Linked DNA regions of Gossypium hirsutum: region 2 is linked to region 1. The links are chromatin contacts, called in public Hi-C maps. All regions are on one chromosome and are shown on one strand. Each heading gives the region's core, a stretch centred on a gene start, on an enhancer-like site or on the middle of the called end of the contact. The rest is flanking DNA. Distances are from core to core; before and after follow the strand shown. Region 1 holds the start of LOC107946344 (inorganic pyrophosphatase TTM2). Region 2 holds the start of LOC107946354 (transcription factor BIM2).

Evidence for each region. A called contact is a pair of places that touch in the nucleus more often than the background predicts.
Region 2: a contact with region 1 is called in a Hi-C map of leaf, with 1.6 times the contacts expected there. The contact joins the promoter of LOC107946354 here to the promoter of LOC107946344 in region 1. A contact is called at or near these places in 2 of 34 Hi-C or Micro-C datasets (hypocotyl and leaf).

What each region holds. Positions count from the first base shown.
Region 1 is chrD12:49,825,660-49,829,594 of Gossypium_hirsutum_v2.1, forward strand. LOC107946344 (inorganic pyrophosphatase TTM2) reads right to left here and starts at 1,694. Exons shown (of 12, transcript XM_016880619.2): 1 at 1,556-1,694.
Region 2 is chrD12:49,996,392-50,000,326 of Gossypium_hirsutum_v2.1, forward strand. It overlaps LOC107946354 (transcription factor BIM2), which reads left to right and starts at 1,788. Exons shown (of 8, transcript XM_016880634.2): 1 at 1,788-2,263; 2 at 2,502-3,301; 3 at 3,464-3,554. The coding sequence starts at 2,878.

The DNA of each region.
Region 1 (3,935 bases), core at 444-2,943:
TATTTTCTGCAAATCCTTTCTACATAAAAGTTGCATGTAAAAAACATGAAAGTAATCCCAATCTCAGTCAATGACAAAATTGAAATAAAGAGTATAACTCGTTGGGAAAACTGAAATTATCTCGCCACAAATAAAAAATAAAAAATTGCATTACTTGATAGAGGCACACTAGAAGGCAAAGTCATACAGAAATTTTAAGCAATATCAAAGTTCAACATTAGGTATATGGTTAGGAAATGAATCACCAAGATGCTTTGATTATATAATTCTAAGCATTATATTGGTCAAATGCCATGACAGCAGTTCAGGTAGAATCAAGGACTCAGTCATTTAGGCTCACCTTTTGTATAAATTTTAAGGAGGAAAAAAACAATATAAATAATAATAAGAAAAAAATACCATTCCTCCAAGGATGGACACAGCAGTAAGAGTTTTATGGAAATAACAGAAATGACCAACTCTTTTTGTACTAAGTAAGAGGGAAATCAAGATGATTAATTATCTTTGTAAAGCATTAATATATTCACACTGATCCATAAAGGTAAAATGAAAGTACCAATTTCCACATTGATAAGAGCAAGGCAAGCAACTATTAGACATCATGCTAAAAGATTACAGCAGTACATATTATCATCTCCTTCAGTCACTAATTGTCATGATACAAGCAATGAATATCTCATTCTTTAACATTAAACTCAAATAAAAACTGTAGCGCATTAGCTGTAAAGGATCCAAAGAAAGAACAAAATCAAGCAATACAAAAAGAAAAAAGAAAAGAAAAAACTATTCTTTTATCTCTGCTTTACTCGGTGCACACTAGTCAGAAAAACAGATATGGAAACTACATGGAAAATAAAAGTAACAACTTCAAAGATCAAAACAAACAGCTTTTACATTAAAAAAAAAAAAAACACCACCACCACAAAATTTTGATTTTCAATGACCCAACATTCCAAAACATATAAAGAATCACATTCAAAGAGGAAAATGACAGCAACGTCAACGAAGTATTAAACAGAAACTTACCAAAACATCTATTCTAACACATTATTTGAATCTTTCGTAACCACCTTTGCCCCCCTCTCCCCCCCCCAAATAAATAAATAAATAATCAAAGCAAACAATGAAATAATAATAATTACCCAGATAACAGAATGACAAAACAAGCTATGCCCAGATTCCGTAATTAGAGTATATATCAAATTCAATAAAAAGAAAAAAAAAAGGTTTTTAGTAATGATGATGATTATACTCACCGAGACACCGAATGAGTCGGGGTTTTTTAATTTGTTTATTTATATTTTTTTTCTATGTGTTCTACTGTTCTTTATAGTAAATGAGTCACACTGGATTAACCCTTTCTCCTTGTATAAAAAATGGTCCTTCTATTTCTCTGGTTTCTTTTTTCGGAATAGAAACGAATGTGATTTTCCGGGATTTTCCTCGTTTTTTTCTGGAAGTTGGGAATTCTAGAGAATCTAAGGGGAGGAAAAAACACTTTCTCGAGAATGCATTCACACAAAGATAAAACAAGGAAGAGAGAGGTATTTAATACTAGTATTTGCAGCAGTTTCGATTCTTTTCCGGGGATCGATGAAATGCTCAATCCTGGGAAGCCAAGTGTTTGTGTCTCCAATTGACTGTTTTTTGCGCTTGGAAGTTGGAACTTTACTTACAATTCCAAACCGAACAAATTACCTGGGCTGGGCTGTTGAAATTGGATTTTTTATATAATAAAAAAAATTATCTTAATATGAGAACAGAAAATTTAAATTTAGATGCCTGGTTGAATTTAAATTATAAAATTTGTTTGGTATATTAACTCTTTCATAAAAATAAATTTTAAGTTATGAAATTTGGAATAATTGCAAAATTTATCTCTGTACTTTAATAAAATTATTAATGTAGTATTTGTACTTTTTCTCTGTCTATTATTTTAGTACTCTTGTCTGATAGCGTTAAAAATTTATCAAAAATTGACCTGTGAACTACTGGATGAGTGACACGTGGAAAAGGGGCTTGATTAGAGTAGTGAATGATCAAGGGTCAAGAAAAAGGGACTTGCATGAAATTTTCCCTTTATTTAAACTAAAAAACATAAATAAAAATCTTTTCTTTTGATTTCTTTTCTTTCCTTTCCTCTCGTCTCTTTTTTTTTCTCTCTCTCTCTCTTTTTTCTTCCTCCCTCAACCTTAGCAAGCACTTAGCCCACACCACCATGATTGGCCTCTTTTCTGCCCAAAAATGTCACGTGATTTTTGTTCTTCATTCTCTCTTCTGAATATTCATATTAAATTTCTTGAAAAATTTTCCTAATTTTATGTTAAAATACTTTTTAAAAATTATTAATTTAAGTAATTTTATAAATGCTTTTTTTTAAAATTGAGTAAGCTTTTAAAGTAAAACATGTTTTTAAAATTATTTTTACTTATAAATTTTCTTTTTTTTTATATATATTTCAAGTAATTTTTTTAAGTTATTTAAATATTTTATAAATTTAAGTAATTTTATTGTTAGAAATCGACTCGATTAAGCAAGAAACAAGTAAAAATAGCAGAAGAAATTGAACACACAAATTTAACGTGGAAAAACTCCTCCAAAGAGGATAAAAAACCACGGGCAAAAATAATTTTACTATAATGGCAAAAGAAATGAAGAGTACAAAAGAAGAAGATAAAAACTAAACCCCGAAAACCCGAAAACAAAGAACCCTCAAAACGCAAACACAAAATTTTCTAAATGTGTTATAAGTTCTAATATCTAATGGATGTATTTTTTAAGGTTGTAAAAGAGCCTATTTATAGACTAAATTCATATGTCAAATAATAATAAAATAATCTAAACTAATCAGTGTTTGATTGAAACAAATAAACAGAGTTTAACTAGAAGATTATTTCTCAAATTTGACTGAAATAGGAGTCATACTTAACAAATCTCCACCTTGACTCACATTTCTACAATGCCATCTTTGTCAAAGCTCGCCACGAGCCTATCTTGAACTATGCAGGGAATTAACTGAGTCGAATCTGTGCTTAGAAACTGGAAGACTTCTAGCCTTCGACTTGTACACTACCAAATCAAAACTAACCCGGGTCTGATTTTCACGAATACAATGTCCTAACTTTTCAAAACTTGCATCCAAAAGAGAACCTCTCTTTAACGAAACAGACATACATTTTTCCCTCCTATGACCAAGTTACTTCCACTCCAAACGAGTTGACTTTGACTCTGTAACGGATGAGGGACGTCCGATTTCATCGGTCACTGTAGAACCTTCTAAAATATAAAGACTGCCAATTCTTTTACCTTTTAACAAAATGAGAGCTCCACGAGATACTTTAATGCCGCTCGACTCGATGTTGATTCTGCATCCTTTCAAGTCTAAAATACTCAAGGAGATGAGATTCTTTCGTAAATCAGGTACATACCTGACATCTGAGAGTGTCCTAATCCTCCCATCGTGTGTCCTAAGTTTAACAATACCAATTACCTTACTAGATGAATGGTTTCCCATGCGCACAACTCCACCTTCAATCGAACTGTATGTAGAGAACCATTCTCTATTGGAACACATGTGAAAAGAACATTCCGAATCTAAGATCCACTTGGACGTGAGCTTGGAGTTATCGCTCGTCGACACTAACAAGAAATCATCACCGCTTTCATCGGCCAAATTAGCACCAGCTACATCTTCCTCATTACTCTCAACAACTCTTTTATTTCGCAGTTTATAACAATCTGCTTTGATGTGACCTAACTTTTTACAATAGTGACACTTTTTGTCTCGTTTCTTTGATGCTATCAAAATGGAAGCTTGCCTATCTGCCTTGCTATCCAAATGAAGCTCATTGTTGAGTTTGTCTTTACTCAACAAATGACCCTTCACATCTTCGAACGAGAGCTTGTCTTTGCAATAAATCAGGGTCTCCCTGAAA
Region 2 (3,935 bases), core at 538-3,037, 170 kb after region 1:
GAATCATCGACAAGGCTTCCACCTATGGGAAAGGTAGGTGGTGCATCAGACTTCAAAGGAAAAGAAGCGATGCATGTGGGACAGTTGACCAGAGTAAATGCGATGAGTAGGACGGCTCGAGTTAGGAAGCGACAGAAACCGAGGCAAAAATCCCGAAGAAAGGGAAAGGCTAAGGCGACGAGACAAGACCGAGGCGAATCAAGTCAGTGCCATTCAGAAGTCGCAACGAGGACGTTGCGAGAATGGGTGGGGGAGAATGTCATGGGCCGCAGTTCAAAGCCCGTGACCAGCGCACCAAATGCATCCAATGGAGGTCTGTTGCTCAAATGGGGATCATTTGGCCTACGAGAACTGGCCCGATTCAAAGAGCTGTTGGACAGGCCTGTCACATTGAAGCCTGATGGGCCCGATAATGAAGATAGGACTATGTAGTCTTAGAAGTTCTAATTGTACACAGCTTCTAATTCTGTAAACTTAGAGTCCTAATTGAATACAGCTTTTAATTGTAGCCATCGGTTTTGGGGGAGCTCAACTATAAATAGAGAGCCTCCCCCTCATTTGTACTAACTCCTGAATTGTTTCATTATTCTTTGTGAATAAGAGAAGTAGAGAGCATTTACTCAAATTTTTCTCTCAAGCGTTCTTGCTTTTGTTTATCTTTCAAAGATCGTTCTTAATTCGTTCTTCCGCTGTTCTTTGTGGAAACTTTAAGGGAATTCTGTTGAATCCTTTATTGTTGCGAGTTGAGCTGACTTAAGCGTTTTTACGGTTGAATCCTTTATCAAGGGAAGTTAGGCTGACTTAGGCGTTTTTAAGCCAAGAAACTGCCTAAGGCCGCACGGATGTGTGGGAAAACTCCAAGTCCGTGACACAAGGGCTTTCTAATGCTGATAAGGTTAGATTAATGTAACATTTAGATGAAGACTTAGTCTACATTAATAAACAACTACAAAATTTAAAGAGCCTAAGGGACAAATGACTCGTGTTCTCCGTTACAAGAAAAATTTGCTTGCTCGTAATGCCTTTGCTTTTTTGATAAAAAAAAAGGAAAAGTAATGAGTCAAGCGAGGAAGTTAGGGAGAACATAATTTTTTTTCACTTATAATTTTTTTGTTGAATTTTATTTTGTTAATACTCCTTTACTTTTATGCACTCGTAATTGATTTTATAATTTTGTTTATATATATATATGGATGGTTGGATAAAAAGAGAGTGTCGTGCTGAAGATCACATTACCTTGCTTGAATATGTTATTATGTTTTAATAAAATGTCAAAGGTGAAATTGTTAGTGATAATTACGTTGTTTAGATATAACTCCAGTTACAACTCAATTTGTGTCCGGTACATGATGTAATTTGTCATATTTTATTAGCATCATTTGACCGAAAAATTTGAGACTTTTTTAATGCACATATTTGAAGGATTTTTAACAGCATGTTACTAAGTTAAATTTAAATCAGGTCTTGAATTGTTGTTTCGGAGGTGAAAATTTTGTAAAGTGTATGATTAAATTTGTGTCCATCTCTATTAATTAACAAATGTAGAGATAGGCAAAATATAGTAACTATTTATAAGATTAAAAATCATAGGGGTGGTCGCGAATTGATATAAATTAATATTTTTATGGTAACTTTGCATATAAAATATGTTTGGTGAAGCATCATTGGTATTGGCTAAAAATGACAGGTGGGGTAGTTGAAGTAAGGAAAGTAAAAAGATGTAATTATTGGTAAATACTAACTAAAATAGGAGATGCCCATGTCTAAGAAATGAAACTAAAATCGAAGAATAGAGCCCATTGGTTTGGCCCATTTATTATTTGGATCTACCTTCTGTAACTTTGAACAATCACTCTTCCTATTTGGACCCATCTAACTATGATTACTTTTTATTTAAAATATTAGGTGTTTCTTCAAACAATACAAGCATTGGGCTCCAAAAGCCTACAGGATGACACAGTCAATGCAAAGGCTAAAAGGCAAATCCACCACTAAGGGGGAGTCAAAGCCACAACAAGAACCTGGAGAAGGGTCACCGTCACCACCGTGGACATCGTCAGGAGTCACCGACTTAAGGAGATTTCAAGCCTTCGGAGCGGCGTCAGCAACCAGCCACCACGCGCCAGCTGACGAGGGTTATCGATGACGGTGGCTCCACCAAATGTAGAAACCTTGCCGGAGCAGAAGAAACCGAGAGCCGAGGAGACCCCTGGCCAGAGAAAACGAGATGTGCTCTGAGAGAAAAATGTGAAAAAACCACATGGTAACTGAGAGTCGCTCCACCACGTAGGATTCAAATAGTATCATATATATATATATATATTTTTTAATTCTTGAATTTTATTTTTTACTGTAACGTAGATGTCACTCTTAAATCCTGTTTCTAAAATCTAAAGATTTCATAATTAATTCAAACAAATAAAAAAAAAACTTGTAGCATATAATTATTTTTATACCTACCATTTTTCATAATAATATATTTTATATTTTCTTTAATGCAGGCACGGACAAAAATCCGTATCTAAGGGACTACACCATCAAGCCCGGGTTTGTGACCCATGAAAAGCATGTTTTAATGTAATAAATCCAATAATATAAATAAAGTAGGTATAAAAATCATATTTAAATTTAATCAAATTCAGAAATTGCTTTGCTTTTCTCCTTATTAATATAACATCAAATCTACGTTATTTTGATCGATTGACATGAATATCATTATTAATTTAAGAGGATGTAAGTTTGAATATACTGAAACACATCATCCTCCATTTATGAATGAGTGCGAAGCTATAAATAATTTTACATAATAATAAAATAAGGGCCCATGTCATATAAAAGGCCCAATTTAAGCAAACCTCTCACGGGAAATCCACTCACATGACTCGCACTCCATCCCTTTTCTTTTTGTCTCCCTCTCCATTCCATTCCATCAAAAAAGGAAGACAACTTTGTAGTTTAACCCCACACACACAGTACTGTAGTTTTCGCCGGGAACCAACCTACCAACAATCCTCCATATTTTCCTTTCCATTTCCTTCCACTTTTATGCTTTTTCTCTTCCCTTTTCCTTCAACTTACAAATTGTCTTTTTGCTTTTTCATTCTTTTTATACTTTTGGGCGGTTTCTTTTTTATAACATATTATGTATATTTTGCTTGTGACATCTGGAGAAGAAAAGAAATGAGAAGGGGAAAGGCAAGTCAAGAGGAAGAAGAGTTTGGTTCCAAAAAGACAGGGCCTTCTTCCTTTCATACTCTCTCTGTCAACGCTAATACCAATACCAACACCAATATCAACAATGGTATATCATTAGATTGGATCCCACTCTTTAACCCAGATCTCCCTTTTCCTTTATTACTAATTTCTATATGGTTGCTTCTTAAAGGGTGTTTTTTTCTTTTCTTTTGTTGAATTTGGAATTCTGGGTTTGTTTCGTTTTTTTTTTGTTTGTTTGGGGCTGTAGAAGCAGACGGGAAAGACAGTGATAAGGCTAAAGCTATACGATCAAAACACTCTGTCACGGAGCAGAGGAGGAGGAGTAAGATTAATGCAAGGTATCTCCTTTTGTTTTCTTCCAGTTTCAATGTCCATCTTTTATCATTACTATGGAAATTGAGGGAAGGGGACTGAGCTGAAGTTCAAGTAATTGCATAAACCATTGAATGTAATGGTTCAGGATACGTTGACTCTAACAAAGTTTTTAACTTTATCAGCTTTGGTTGACTTTGTTATGGAAATATTGATGATTGATACAAGGAATTGTATTTTGTAGCTAATTCACTGTATTATGAGTAGATGATGATTCTACTGAGCGTTTAAAAGAATGATTAAGTTTATAAAATTCTAACTTGAATTGGCACCTGAAGTGTTGACGTTATTGGCCATGTTATGGTGACTGAAAATGTTTGCTTCTTCTCTTGCTAGCACTGAGTTAA